2 separate regions of the Macaca mulatta genome follow, and region 1 is linked to region 2. The links are chromatin contacts, called in public Hi-C maps. All regions are on one chromosome and are shown on one strand. Each heading gives the region's core, a stretch centred on a gene start, on an enhancer-like site or on the middle of the called end of the contact. The rest is flanking DNA. Distances are from core to core; before and after follow the strand shown. Region 1 holds the start of PLCB4 (phospholipase C beta 4). Region 2 holds the start of PAK5 (p21 (RAC1) activated kinase 5).

Region 1 (6,696 bases), core at 485-2,984, 770 kb before region 2:
AAATCACCACATCCTTTTTTTTTTTTTTTTTTTTTTGAGACGGAGTTTTGCTCTTGTTGCCCAGGTTGGAATGCAATGGGGCTATCTCAGCTCACTGCAACCTCCACCTCCCGTGTTCAAGCGATTCTCCTGCCTCAGCCTCCTGAGTAGCTCGGATTATAAGCGCCCACCACCACGACCGGCTAATTTTTTTTTTTTTTGTATTTTTAGTAGAGACGGGATTTCACCATGTTGGCCAAGCTGGTCTCGAACTCCTGACCTCAGATGATCCACCCGCCTTGACCTCCCAAAGTGCTGGGATTACAGACGTGAGCCACTGTGCCCAGCCAAAATCACCACATCTTTAATATCCCTAACACTGAAGAGCCACCACCCTTTCCCTGGGATCTGTCTTTCCTTTCCAATCTTGCAGGGAAACTTGGTCTGGGATATTTTTCTTGGCTTCTTCACAGGCAGACAGCTTCAGCTGCTGAGGAGCTTTTTTTCCAGGCTCAGCTAAAATTACAGTTTAGTAGTTGAGCTGGGAAGTGGTCAGTGGGGCCTCAGCTCCCCCCTTGCTTAAGGATGCCCAGTTGGTTAAACTTTTGATGATTATTCCCCCCATCTCTTAACCCTGCCAGGAAATGGCCAGGATGTGCCAGGGGAAAGAGCCTTTTGCATCTACAACTGCCCCTGCCCATCACAGCCTGGACGATTGTTTGCACACACATTCCCCCTCCATTTCTTACACTTCTCGCCCTGTCTGGCCCTTTCTTTCTTCCTGGCCAGACGGACCGGCTCAGGCGGCTGAGCATGCCTAGTGCAGCTGCGAGCATGGCCCCAGTTCCCAATGCGCAGGTGCCACGTCTCCGGGTTTTGGTGGCCGCCGGCCGGGCGGAGGAGGCGGTGGAGTGGCCTGGGGAGGAGAGAGTCCTCCGGAGTCCGGGAGCAGCACGTTGTGAGGGTCCACACAAGGGTGATGCCAGACTGAACACCATTAGGGTCTGGGTGTGAGTGTGACTCGGAGGCACCTGGGGGCCGTTGTAGGGCCGGGAAAAGCCAGGAACTGGCTGGAGCAGCGCCCCAGCATCCCGGGGACCAAAGTCTGGGGGGTTTGCATGTCTGAGGTTGCACTTGTGGGAAGACTTTTTGGAACCACTTAATCTCTGTGGCTCTGTGTAAGACCCGCGAAATAAAAAGAGGTAGTAGTACTTGCTTTGGAAGATTGTTTTAGGGATTAAATGAATAAAAAGCGTTTAGAACACTGCAGGACTCATTGTAAGCGCTGTATGTGTTTATGAAACCGAATATAAACAAATAAGCACGTCCCCCACCCAGCCAACGGCTTTGGGGGCCCCGTTCTGGCCAGTCCTGAGCCCTTCCACACGGCCCAAGGCGGGCTACGGGTCTCCAATCCAAGGAGGGTGCCGCTCTCCTGCCCCTCGCTCCCCGGGTTCTGCGCCCAGCGCCATCCCGTACGCCCCCGACCCCTGGGCATGGGGCACATGCAACGGGGAGCCGCCAGGGAGACCCCAGAGCAGCGCTTCGCGGGCCGGCTTCCCCGGACGCCCCACCCACCTCCTCTTGGCGCTGCCCACCACCCGCCTCGGCTGCTCGGCCCCCGGCCCGCGAGGCTGCGCCCCCGACCCAGTAGGCGCCCCCTCCTCGCCCCGCGGGCTCGCGGCAACTGGGCGGCCGGCCCGGCCCCTGCCCACCCCCAGCCCAGCCCGGGCGCGCCGCACTGGGCATGCTCCGTAGCCTGGGCAGGTTGGGGCTGCGAGGCGACAGCTCGGGCTCTGGAGCCGGGAGGCGAGAAAGAGGAGGGAGGCTCGGGGGCAGGGGAGGAGGGAGCGGCGGGCCGCGGAGGGGCGGCGGGGCCCGGAGCCGGGGACGCGCAGGGCCCGGCGGTGGGCGGGCGGGTCGGCGCTGTCCCGTGGGCTCGCCGGGGAGCCACAGCGGAGACCCCCGCCCTCAGCTGAGGTAAGGACCGCGCGGTGGGGAGGCGGGAAGGCTGGGAGGCCGAGGAGGGGGGGCGGAGGCAGGAGGGAGGGCGGGACTGGGGTGCGCCGGGAGCGGGCTTGGCGGCGGCTCTTTATGGCGGGGAGGGGGTGGTGGCGCCGGGAGCAGTAAGTGAGCTGCACCGCTAACAAGATCTCACACACACAGACACACACACGCACCCGCACACACGCGCGCGCACACACACGCGCGTACACACTGGGTCTCCAGGCAGCGGCCGTCACCGCATCCCCGGCAGCAGCTCCAGGCAAAGTGACAGGTAGGAAAAGGCATTTCGGGTCCCGCCCGAGGATGCTCCCGCCAGCCCTGGCCTGCAGGGCTTGTTTGCTTTCCGCGGGTGCGTCCCGGACGCGCGCGCGCGCACCCGGACGCCCAGCGGGGACCCCGTGCAGGTGCCGGTTGCGAGGCGCCCTGTGCGCGCGGGTGGCAGGGGACCCAGACGCCATCCCCCTTCCCCTGTAGTCATCGCCTGCTGGGTTTCCTCAGACTCTCTCCAGACCTTCACCCTCTTCTGGGCTAGAAATAGCTCGGCTCGACGTGTGTATGATTATTTTGGTTGGAAATAGTTGGCACCGTGCAACGCATGTAAATGTGTATGCGTGTGGATCTTCTCGCCTCTTCTGGGGAAATCATAGAAATGATTGACCGTTTCCACTTAAAACAACACTGACAGGCTTAGCACTCATTGGGGGCAGGGTTCGGGCCTCCTAAAAGCCTATTAGTGAAGGAAATCCTTATTTTCAGAATTTTAAAGTTGCTTTTGCTTTAACCGGTTAGACTCTGTATAGTACAATACTTCTGAGTGTAGACTTCGTATTCATGGTACTGAATCGAACTATGAAAATATGGAATTCTCTAATTTCCAAGTGTGTTTAAGTGCAACTTTATCTAGAATCATAAAACTAGCATTTTCCTAGAGAGAAACACAACTGCCCCACTATAGTTTCCATAAATATGGATATGTCTGAAAGATGACCCTACTCTTCTAACTTTTTTTCCTCTTAACTTCTATAGTGATTCTAGCTATTGTTCTAAAACATGTATTTGAAATTTAATTTTGGCTAGAATATTCAGGAAAGGTCTTTTTTTTTTCTTTTTACCATATATGTGATATGTAGTGGTCTATATATTTAAGTTATATATATGTGGAGATAGCTGCTTAATAATTCTTTTTGTTTGGCAATAGTGGCATTCAAACATAGGCAGCTATATATCATTTAAAAATGATATTGAATTTCCCCTTTATAGAGACATCAGATTTATAATGTAAACATGACCAGGAAAAGCAACTGGTGACTTTACCTGGGGAGGCTCCAAGGAGGTTAAGAAAGTATCTGAACAGTTGTGCTCTTCAGTATAGGAAAATTGTGTGTGTGTAGGTGTGTGTGGGGGGGGTAAAATTTTAACTTTATTCTTTTATTGTTTTCAAGACTGCTGTTTTCTGAAATGTGTGGTTGAACGGAGACCCTCATATTTTATACTCTTCAAATTTGGGTGGCCTCAGTTATAGAATCATACAGAAGATCAAAAGTCTAGCTCAGCAGGGGCACGAGGTGTAATCCCTCACTATCTGTGTTATGTAATCCAGAATGCTGTTTTTCGTAGGACAGTCTTGCATGATTCTCAGCTGGTGTATTGATCTATTATATCATCTTCCTTTTGAACTGTAGTAGTTTAATAAATGATTGCCATCTTTGGAGATCACCTGTTTTCATAAAAAATCACTTTTTGAAATGACAAAACATTTTTATTGGCACTTTTATGAACATAAGACTTGCTGCCAGACGAGTAACCTTTTGAATGTGACATATTGTAACATAGCTAAAGGTACCATGTATTAGCTTATGGACTACACTTCCTTCCAACTATATTATTACTCAACAATCAGAACTTAGTTTTGATGATATTCCTACCCAGCTCTGAATTAATCGCTGTTGAAAATGCTGTTCTACAAGTAACTGTCAAAACAGAATTTCTGACTCCATTTGATCACTGGGTGCACATTTAAATCTGTCGGAATAATTCTACCTTTATTTTGCAAATGCATACCCACGCAGAAAGCTTTGTTCTAAAATACTCTATTGGAAGTTTTATATTTGTATGCCTGAAAATGTGAGTGATGTTAAACTGCTTACATGTCCTGTAATCGTGAGGCGGTGTGTTTTTGCCTTATAAGATAAAGAAATACGGTAGTTACAAAAGTGTTACAGGTTATCAAAAACCTTTTGCAGAAAAAGATTTTAAAAATCTGTATCACCTCTGAAATATTTCAACCACAGCAAAGTCCATTCAGTGCCCATAGCACAGCTAGTTTGCCTTTCCCAAGATTATGCACAACTGACTTTAGATTAATGTATACTGCTGACTTTGGCAACATGGGGCAGTTATATTTGGCAATTTCAATGAACATGGTATTTTCCTAAGATACCACTAACTTGATTTTGGGGTTTGATTTATTAAGAATTGAAATGCTTGCCTGATATTCATCTTTACCCCACCCTCTAAGTAAAATTGAGGTGAAAGTGAGCTTCAGGGCTGCTGTGCTGTTTTCCTTGCGATCACATTAGCATGCTAATTTGTGAAAGGGTGTAACAATATAAATGAAATTAGCTTCTGAGTTTAGTGTCTGAATTTTCATCCCCAGTTTTTTAGATGCAGCTGGCAAACTCAAATAACAGAATTAATGAAAACATTTTGCAGATTATTAAAAAAAATTAGTAATTAGCTGAGTTTGATTTTTTATTTTGAAATCTTGAGAGTAAATTTTATCTTTTTGGATTAGAGCACTTAGGTAATGTAAGAAAGATTTTGGATTTCTCATGTTCTGCACACTTAATAGTGAACTCAGCTATTCTTGGGGAAGTATAAATTTTCTTTGAAACTTAAAATTATTTAGCAGACTGTGACTAAATTATTGTTTGTGATCTCTTATAAAGTAAGGGTGAAACAGCATGTTGATTAGCACCAATGGCCCAGGTCTTTTAATAAACTGTCTTCCACAGTGAGTCCCTGTAAAATCAAGAACTTCTGTATTTGATGTGCAAAATTAGGTCAAGGACTAATTGGGGACGTTTTAATGATCACAGTTGTATTTTATGTCCAGATTGAAGTTTTTAAAATAGTTGCTTTTCACCTCGTAATATATGAATGTGTAGGCCATATTAGTGTCTGTCAAGGGGACTTATCTGCCTATTGGGAAATAAATACAGCTTTTCATCGCTGGTGGGTGGCAGCAGTGACTTACTGTGGTTTTGCTATTGGTTTTCAGATGTTAACTGTGTTTGCAAGGACACTGCTTAATTCTCAGTGCTGTCCATTCCACATTTTCCTATTTCTCTCTCATATTGGGGAAAGAATAACCTTGTGTAGCTCTTTCTTCTATTCCTTAGTATCTGTTTGTTTAATAGTTTTGCTTTTGATAAAGCCTCACCCTTTAAAGTAGAAATACTTTCTCAAATTGTAATATTGTTTATCTAGTTATGCCTTAGAATGATATAAAGGTTTTACATGTTCCTAGGCTGTGATTCTTTAGCTAACCAAATATAAAAATGAGTTTACTTCCTTGCCAGTGGAGGCAGACCTGGGTGATTATGCATTACCGAGTGGATGAGTGTGACGTTTGCATTGTCTTGGTTGGAATTAAGCTTGCTTTGAAAATATCACCCTGGAATAACTTTTATTTGTAAGGCCCACTTCACTTCATTGCAACAACCACTCCCAAACCCCTTTTTCTGGGTGGAAGGGTGGAAAGAATCTGGGTGGAAGCTCACGCCTTTGGATGCTTTTCTATGCTGAAGGCGTTAACCCAAGTTTCTCTAGGAGATGAAAGTAATAATGCTATACCTTTCAAATCTCAGCTAGGAAATCCTTATGTTCCAGGGAATGAATGACCAGCAGAGTCTTTATTTTCCCTGCATGAACTTTGTCTACTTTTCCTTTCCTTTATTAAATCAAAATAGTTGAAACAGACATAAAGCAGAAGGTTTTTCTCTGAACACCTCTCTTACTCACTACTTATGAAACCTTCAATGAGAATGTCACACACCATGTGACCATAAGATAGTGTTATCTTCTCCCCTTTCCTGGGAGTCTCCTTCAAAGTTCACAGGATCTGTTGGTGTGCCTAGGGCTGGGAAATTCCACCTCTAGCTGTGGAAATACCCTTGGGCCAGGCAAATCATTGCTTTAAGATACATTGCCCTTCTTGTCCTCCTGAACAATTAAAGCATGTCTTTGGCTTCCAGACATGAGTGAATTGAAGTAGCCATTTCCTTAGAAACAGGAGGAAAAAAGCAACTTGAAGTAATTAATTGTAAGCAGCTCATCCAGGGAGAAGAGACCACAGACCCCTGATTTTACATTTGACATCTCCCTTTCTTCTCCAGAACAGGAGTTCTTCATTTTAGGGCTAAGGATGCCGTTTGGTGGGTTCACGAATGTAGGTGGCAAATGAATTATATCTTTATATTCACTGACTTCCAAGTGACAATTGGGGCAGGTGTTAGAGCTACTACTAGATCTTGGCATTTAGTGGGTTGAAGAGAAACACATGTATTAATTCACATATCCCTTTAAAAAGTTATTTTGATAATTATATTTCAGTGAGATTGATTTCCATTGTACTTTTAAGTATTTAATTTTATATATTTAAACATATTATGCTGGGCCAGGCATGCTGGCTCACATCTCTAATCCTAG
Region 2 (5,937 bases), core at 73-2,572:
GCTTCTAAAAAGCATCTTGTCCATCTGTATCAGGTAAGAAAAAGAGTGTCTACAGCCTCCAAGCCCCAAAAGAGAAGCGGTTGCACTAAGAGATTTTGTGAGTTACCTAAGACCCTGTGGCTATATCTTGGTAGAACTCTGTAGAATGCCAGGTTTCCTGATTTCCCTAAAAGTGTGTTCAGTCTTTCAAGCTGTCATCAACTATTAACAATGACACTTTCCTCTGGCTTTGTGCCAACTTTTCTTTTTGTTTATTATTCTGGCCATAAAAAGATCACCATAAATAGCCTCAGCGATTCAGGTTTCCTTAATTGATATCTAATGTTGACAAATTAACTCAGCCCGAGTTGAAAGCTCCATATACACACACACACGGTTTCAAGAAGGGCGATCGCGCTTATCCTCCAAACTGAGCAGTGATGATCCCTGGACTTCTCAAGTTTACCCTCTAGGAGGCTGACATGGCACACAATTTTGACAAGAGTTTGGAACCGAGATCCTCTTCCACGCCCTGCCCACAAGGGTGCCCACAAGCAGAAGTTCTCTCTCTCTCTCCATTACAACCCACCACGCGCGCGCGCGCACACACACACGCGCGCACACACATACACACACACACACACACACACACACAAATAACAAAGGAAAACACAGCCCCATAAAGGCTCAGCTATTGCATCCTCCAGTCCACACCTGCCAAAAGACAAAAACCATACGGGAATCCTGCCCTGGCAATATGTCCAGCACTCCTCGGGAAAAGCAGCGCCGTGACACCCCCAGGGTGTGCGCGGCTGTATACACACAAAGAACTGGTGCTGGGCTTGCGAGCGGTTCGGGGTACCAGCAGGATCTCAGGGCTGGAATCCGGGGTTCTCCTCCACGCCCTCCCGCCCAGCAAAATGGAACTATCCTTTATTTGACCCGTAGAGAGCCCAGGCTGGATAGTAGCGCAAGGGTTGGGGGTGGGCGGTCCCCTATCCCTACCCTCCAGGCAGCAGGTCCCTAGCCTTTGCATCTCCTAGGAGATGCATGATCTCGCTGTCACGGAGGTCCTCTTCGCATCCTCTCCCATCAAAGCGAGATGCTCCGGGTACCAGCGGCGCGCATCCCCGCAGGCGCCTCTCCTCGCGCGGACACCCACCCAGGCAGCCCCGACAGGCGCGCCTGCCTACCTGGTGGCCGGCTGTCAGCGAAGCGGCGGTGCCTCAGCCCCTTCTCAGCTGCTACAGCGCTCCCAGCGCCATGTTCCCGGTCTCCCCGGGCGCACGCTGGGGAACTACTACGGGCTGGGTAGGGGCAAGGGGGGCGGGGGCCAGCGGGAGGGGGTGGGAGGCAGAGCCACAGCTTTCTACTCTCCACCCAAACCTCCCCCAGTTACTGAGCATGCCCAGCTGCCCGGCTTCGCTCCTCGGAGGACTGTCCATGAGCGCACGCAGCTGCTCCGGGTTTTCGCTGCAGCCGGCGGGAGGCAGGCGGTAGCTGCGGCCGGGGGTGGAGGTGAGGGGGAGGGTCGGGGGGCGTGTCTACACTCCGGGTGCAGGAGCCGGGAGCTGGAGCAGGCGACCAATCCAGTCACGCTTACTCCCAGCGGTCCCCGGCGGGGGCAGCTCCTGCACGCCCTCTCCCCCAGCACTCGGGATTTGCAGAAATTTTGTTCAGGACCATTGCAGGATTGAGCTTTGCTTAAGAGGCTAGCAGAGGTGGGGAGGAGGAGGGGCTGAGAAGCAGAACATCGGGTTGGCTGCTTTGCCACCACCTGGACCGGTGCTTCTCAAACTTTAATGTGCCTGTGAATTAAAATGCAGATTCAGATTCAATTGGCTGTGTCCTGAGATTCTGCAAGTCTAACAACCTCCCAAGTGATGCTGCTGCTGCTGGCCCTCCCACCACTCTGAATAGCAAGGATCTAGATAACCCCTTATCTGTGACCTCTGAGTGGTCATCCTTCAATCCGCCAGCCCAGCAATGGTCTCTGGTGTCCACAGAGACTCCTCTAGCCTGGGGTTGCTGGGCCTTCCCTGGAAGGAGTCTTCGTGGGGGTAGGCTCCACGAAGCTTCTGACCACCCAGCTTCTCCTTGGCTGCTGTCTGATTTACAATTTAAGGCCCAGGGGAAGAAGGATTCCTGGACCTTTTCATGCTCACTTTGCTAGTTGACTAGTAAGCCAGTTGCTGGTTGAGCTGCCCTGATCAAGTCTGAACCAGTCTGCCTTGGCTGTCCCCTTGCCTTTCCTGAGCTGGGACAAAAACTCAGACTGGGCATCAAAGTGTTTATTGTCTAATAGCAAGCTTGGGCTTGCCCAGTTAAGAAAACTGACAGATTATGACAAACATATAGCGCATTTTTGGACCAAGAGATGACAAGCCTTTGTGTTGAGTGATGTTTGGGCTGAAGTTTGCAATGATATTTGGCGGTTCAACTTAAACTTCCCAGTTGCCTACTGACCTCCCAGACTCTTGAAGTCTCCAGCATTATCAAGACTCTAGTGAATGAAAGACATTCACGAAGTAGTCCTGAGGTTTCACCCTTGGAAATGAAGAAGCCACGCCCTTGTCTGTCTTCAGCTGCCACAAGGGTACCCTTATGAGCTAGTAGTGGATACGGAATCTGATCCCATAACTAGATAGCAGGTTACAAAATAAGGATTTGTATCTTGCCATTCCCTACTATACTCAATGACCTTAGACAGTTTTCTAGCTAATAGTATAACAGTTATCATTTCCCCTTGCTTGTTTTCCATTCACTTAGTACCTTTAATATCGTACTGGCCATCTCAAAACAGAAACCACAGGATAAATGGATGATTACTTTTCTCCCTCAGTAGTCCTGTGTCCTTGTGTATCATACTCTCTTTTTCCATTTAGAGGAGTAAGAGCCTCTAAATTCATCTCTTCCTTCTCAAAGCTGCACACAGCCCTAACAACCTACCCACTGCCACCACTGTCACACCCACAACTATATGCATAAGTATTCTCTACTTTTGATTTTCTTATATGTGTGCTCACATAGATGCAAAAGCCAGAACATATTTTTACTGAGATAGAGTTTGTCATTGGTTAGTATCAGTTAAAATTTTTATTTGGAATGTTGAACTTTAATCACTTAAAATAGCCTTCCTGTTATACATAAAGTTTGTGTTCGTATGTTTGTTTCTGCTAGTTAAATATGATGATGATTGTTAGCTGCCTCAAATTTATTTTGGAAGCATGCAAGGTAAAAATTATAGATGAATAATAATACTATTTCTGTAAATACTGCATTGCATGAATTCCTAAGGGTTTTCTTTGTATGTAATGTCATTTCTTGAGAGTTTAGTCTGCAGTATTTGACTAACGACCAACATCTGTGGGTGGGAGTGATACAGGAAGCAGGAGCAGGCAGAGGTGGAAGCTAAGCTGTGATGCAGGCCAATTGCAGTCTTTGTCAGCCCCTTAGGGAGCTCACTAGCTAGGATGATTCTTCAGAATGACCATGAGTTGGTCTGAGATAGTCAGTCTTTTATATCCACATCAATCATTGAGCATGGGCTGTTCCTAGGAGGGGCATGAACTTAAGACAGGCAGCTCTGGCAATCCTTAAAGGCAAAGACAGCTAAAGACCTCCGTCAGCTGTAGTCCCTACAGCTGCAGTAACAAATCCTTCACTTAAGGGGAATTTAGGCAAAACATTACTTTGTCCACCACATTGATATATTTATTGAATACAGCACTTTTGAACACACAAAGTAGAACTCTACTGATTTGTCAGAGAGATTGTAAAACTTTATTTTTAAATAAGTAGTAGACTTTCTCTCTGGCTCAAAGATTTAAAAGTTGGAAAATAACCCATAATCAGCCTTCGAGAGTATACTATCTATTTAGGTATCTGACTGTATGCATTTTTTATAGGAGGAGTTTAATTATGATTTATTGAGCAGGCATGTATTTATTGTCTACCATTTAAGACATAATTTTCTCTACTGTCAAAATCTGTATTTATAATTTGTAATGGGGTAGGAATAAGTGTTTGAAAGTAAATAGAAGTGTGTTTTTCAATAAAACAGAGCTACCAACTAGTAAAAATTTCATGAGAAACTAATGTCAACAAATCTCGTTAACACCAAAAACTGTGACAAGATGAACCCGAGGGGTGGAGAACTTGGTAGACTGTCTGACAGGGATGTAAGACAGCATGCTGGAACCCAGGTTCAGACTACCCGACTTATTCTCTTTACCTTCTCCATGCTATGCATCTACAAATGGCTGGAATTCTTGAAAGATGATCCACAACCATTAGGGAACCAGCATGGAGTCTAGAATGGAAACAGGACATTTGCTCAGATAGTGGAGGTAGGGAAAGAACAGGACATGGAAAAGAATGTTTCAAGGAACATAAACAAAAAACATATGAAGTATAGGTCTCTAAAGAAGAATTCCCCCAAGGAAACAGAAAAAAAGGTTCAGACAAATAATTTTTCCCAGAGTTTCAAAGGAATGAAAGGCAGTATAATGTGAATCATGTTTTTTAAAAGCACCATAAAGAAATATAAGGATTTAAAGACAATAAGACTAAATGAAAGATAAACTAGCAGAGTTCAGGGAAAAATAAAAGTCATTAAACCACTCAAAAGATGAGAGACTAAGGACCGGGCATGGTGTTTCACTCCTATAATCTCAGGACTTTGGGAGGCCAAGAGGGGTGGATCACCTGAGGTCAGGAGTTCAAGAATGGCCTGGTCAACATAGGGAAACCCGTTTCTACTACAAATACAAAAAACTAGCTGGGTGTGGTGGCGGGTACCTGTAATCCCAGCTGCTCCGAAGGCTGAGGCAAAAGAATCACTTGAACCTGGGAGGCAAAGGTTGCAGTGAGCTGAGATTGCGCCACTGTACTCCAAGCTGGGCGCGACAGAGTGAGACTCTGTCTCAAAAAAAAAAAAAAAAAAAAAAAAAAAGAAAGAAAGAAAGAAAGAGAAAAAGAAAGAGAGAAAGAGAATAGGAAAAAAAAAAAAAAGACTAGCCACAACTGAAAACACAGTGATAGATAGACAAGTACTTAGCTACTAACAAATAAGGTATAAAACAAATCACAGACCATTTTTATGAAACACAAACAAAGGAGATCCAACACATGTACAACCAGTAGTATGCAGGAGCTGGCTTGCACCAGCTTGCAAGAGCTGATCGGGGATATGTAGTGCTTCCTAACTCCATTTTCAGTAACAGCTTGAAATCAGCCACTGTGGAAGTATTTACCCCCACACAAATGGACAAATGCTACAAATCAGGGTTTTGTTTATTTGTTTGTTTGTTTTCAGACAACTGATTATTACATATCTACCAGAACACTACTTTTTACAACCTTTGCTGTTAAAAAAAAAAAAAAAAAAAAAAAAAAAAGGATCAAATGGAAAAGAAAAAAGTGATCAAAGATATAATGGAAGCACAAAAGTTAATTTCCTGAAATAGAGAGTGTTAGATCAGCAGAACGAAAGAACACAATTGTCTCAGGGAAAAAAAAGAATCAATCTGGAACAATTAACCCTAAAATATATCCTACTGAAGTTACAGAACTTCAAAGACAAATAATGTTCTGAATATCCAGACAGAAAAGGCAATTTACATATAAGAAAAAGAAAATCAGTGTACATTTAGATTTCTTCACAGCATCAAGCAATGCCTGAGGGTGTTCTAAGGGAAAGAAAGGGTGACCTAAGAATGTTTGTTTTCCTACACTGGTGTTCTTCAGATTTTCAAGGCAATAGTCAATTTTTCTCAAACAAAATAAATCAGTATACACAGCAGACAAAAACCTTTATAATATTCTACTTCATCATCAAATTTATACAACTAAGAGATAAATTTAAAACATAAATCTCATGAACGATGAAGCTGTGGTCAAATGTTGTGATAATGATAATCATATTTATTTTAAAATAAATCTAAGACTAAACCACTG

What was found. A called contact is a pair of places that touch in the nucleus more often than the background predicts.
Region 1: a Hi-C map of fetal cortex germinal zone shows a contact between it and region 2, with 3 times the contacts expected there. The contact joins the promoter of PLCB4 here to the promoter of PAK5 in region 2. A contact is called at or near these places in 2 of 14 Hi-C or Micro-C datasets (fetal cortex germinal zone and fetal cortical plate).

Annotation. Positions count from the first base shown.
Region 1 is chr10:74,921,568-74,928,263 of T2T-MMU8v2.0, reverse strand. PLCB4 (phospholipase C beta 4) reads left to right here and starts at 1,734. Exons shown (of 39, transcript XM_077951242.1): 1 at 1,734-1,959.
Region 2 is chr10:74,154,809-74,160,745 of T2T-MMU8v2.0, reverse strand. It overlaps PAK5 (p21 (RAC1) activated kinase 5), which reads right to left and starts at 1,322. Exons shown (of 10, transcript NM_001260987.1): 1 at 1,173-1,322.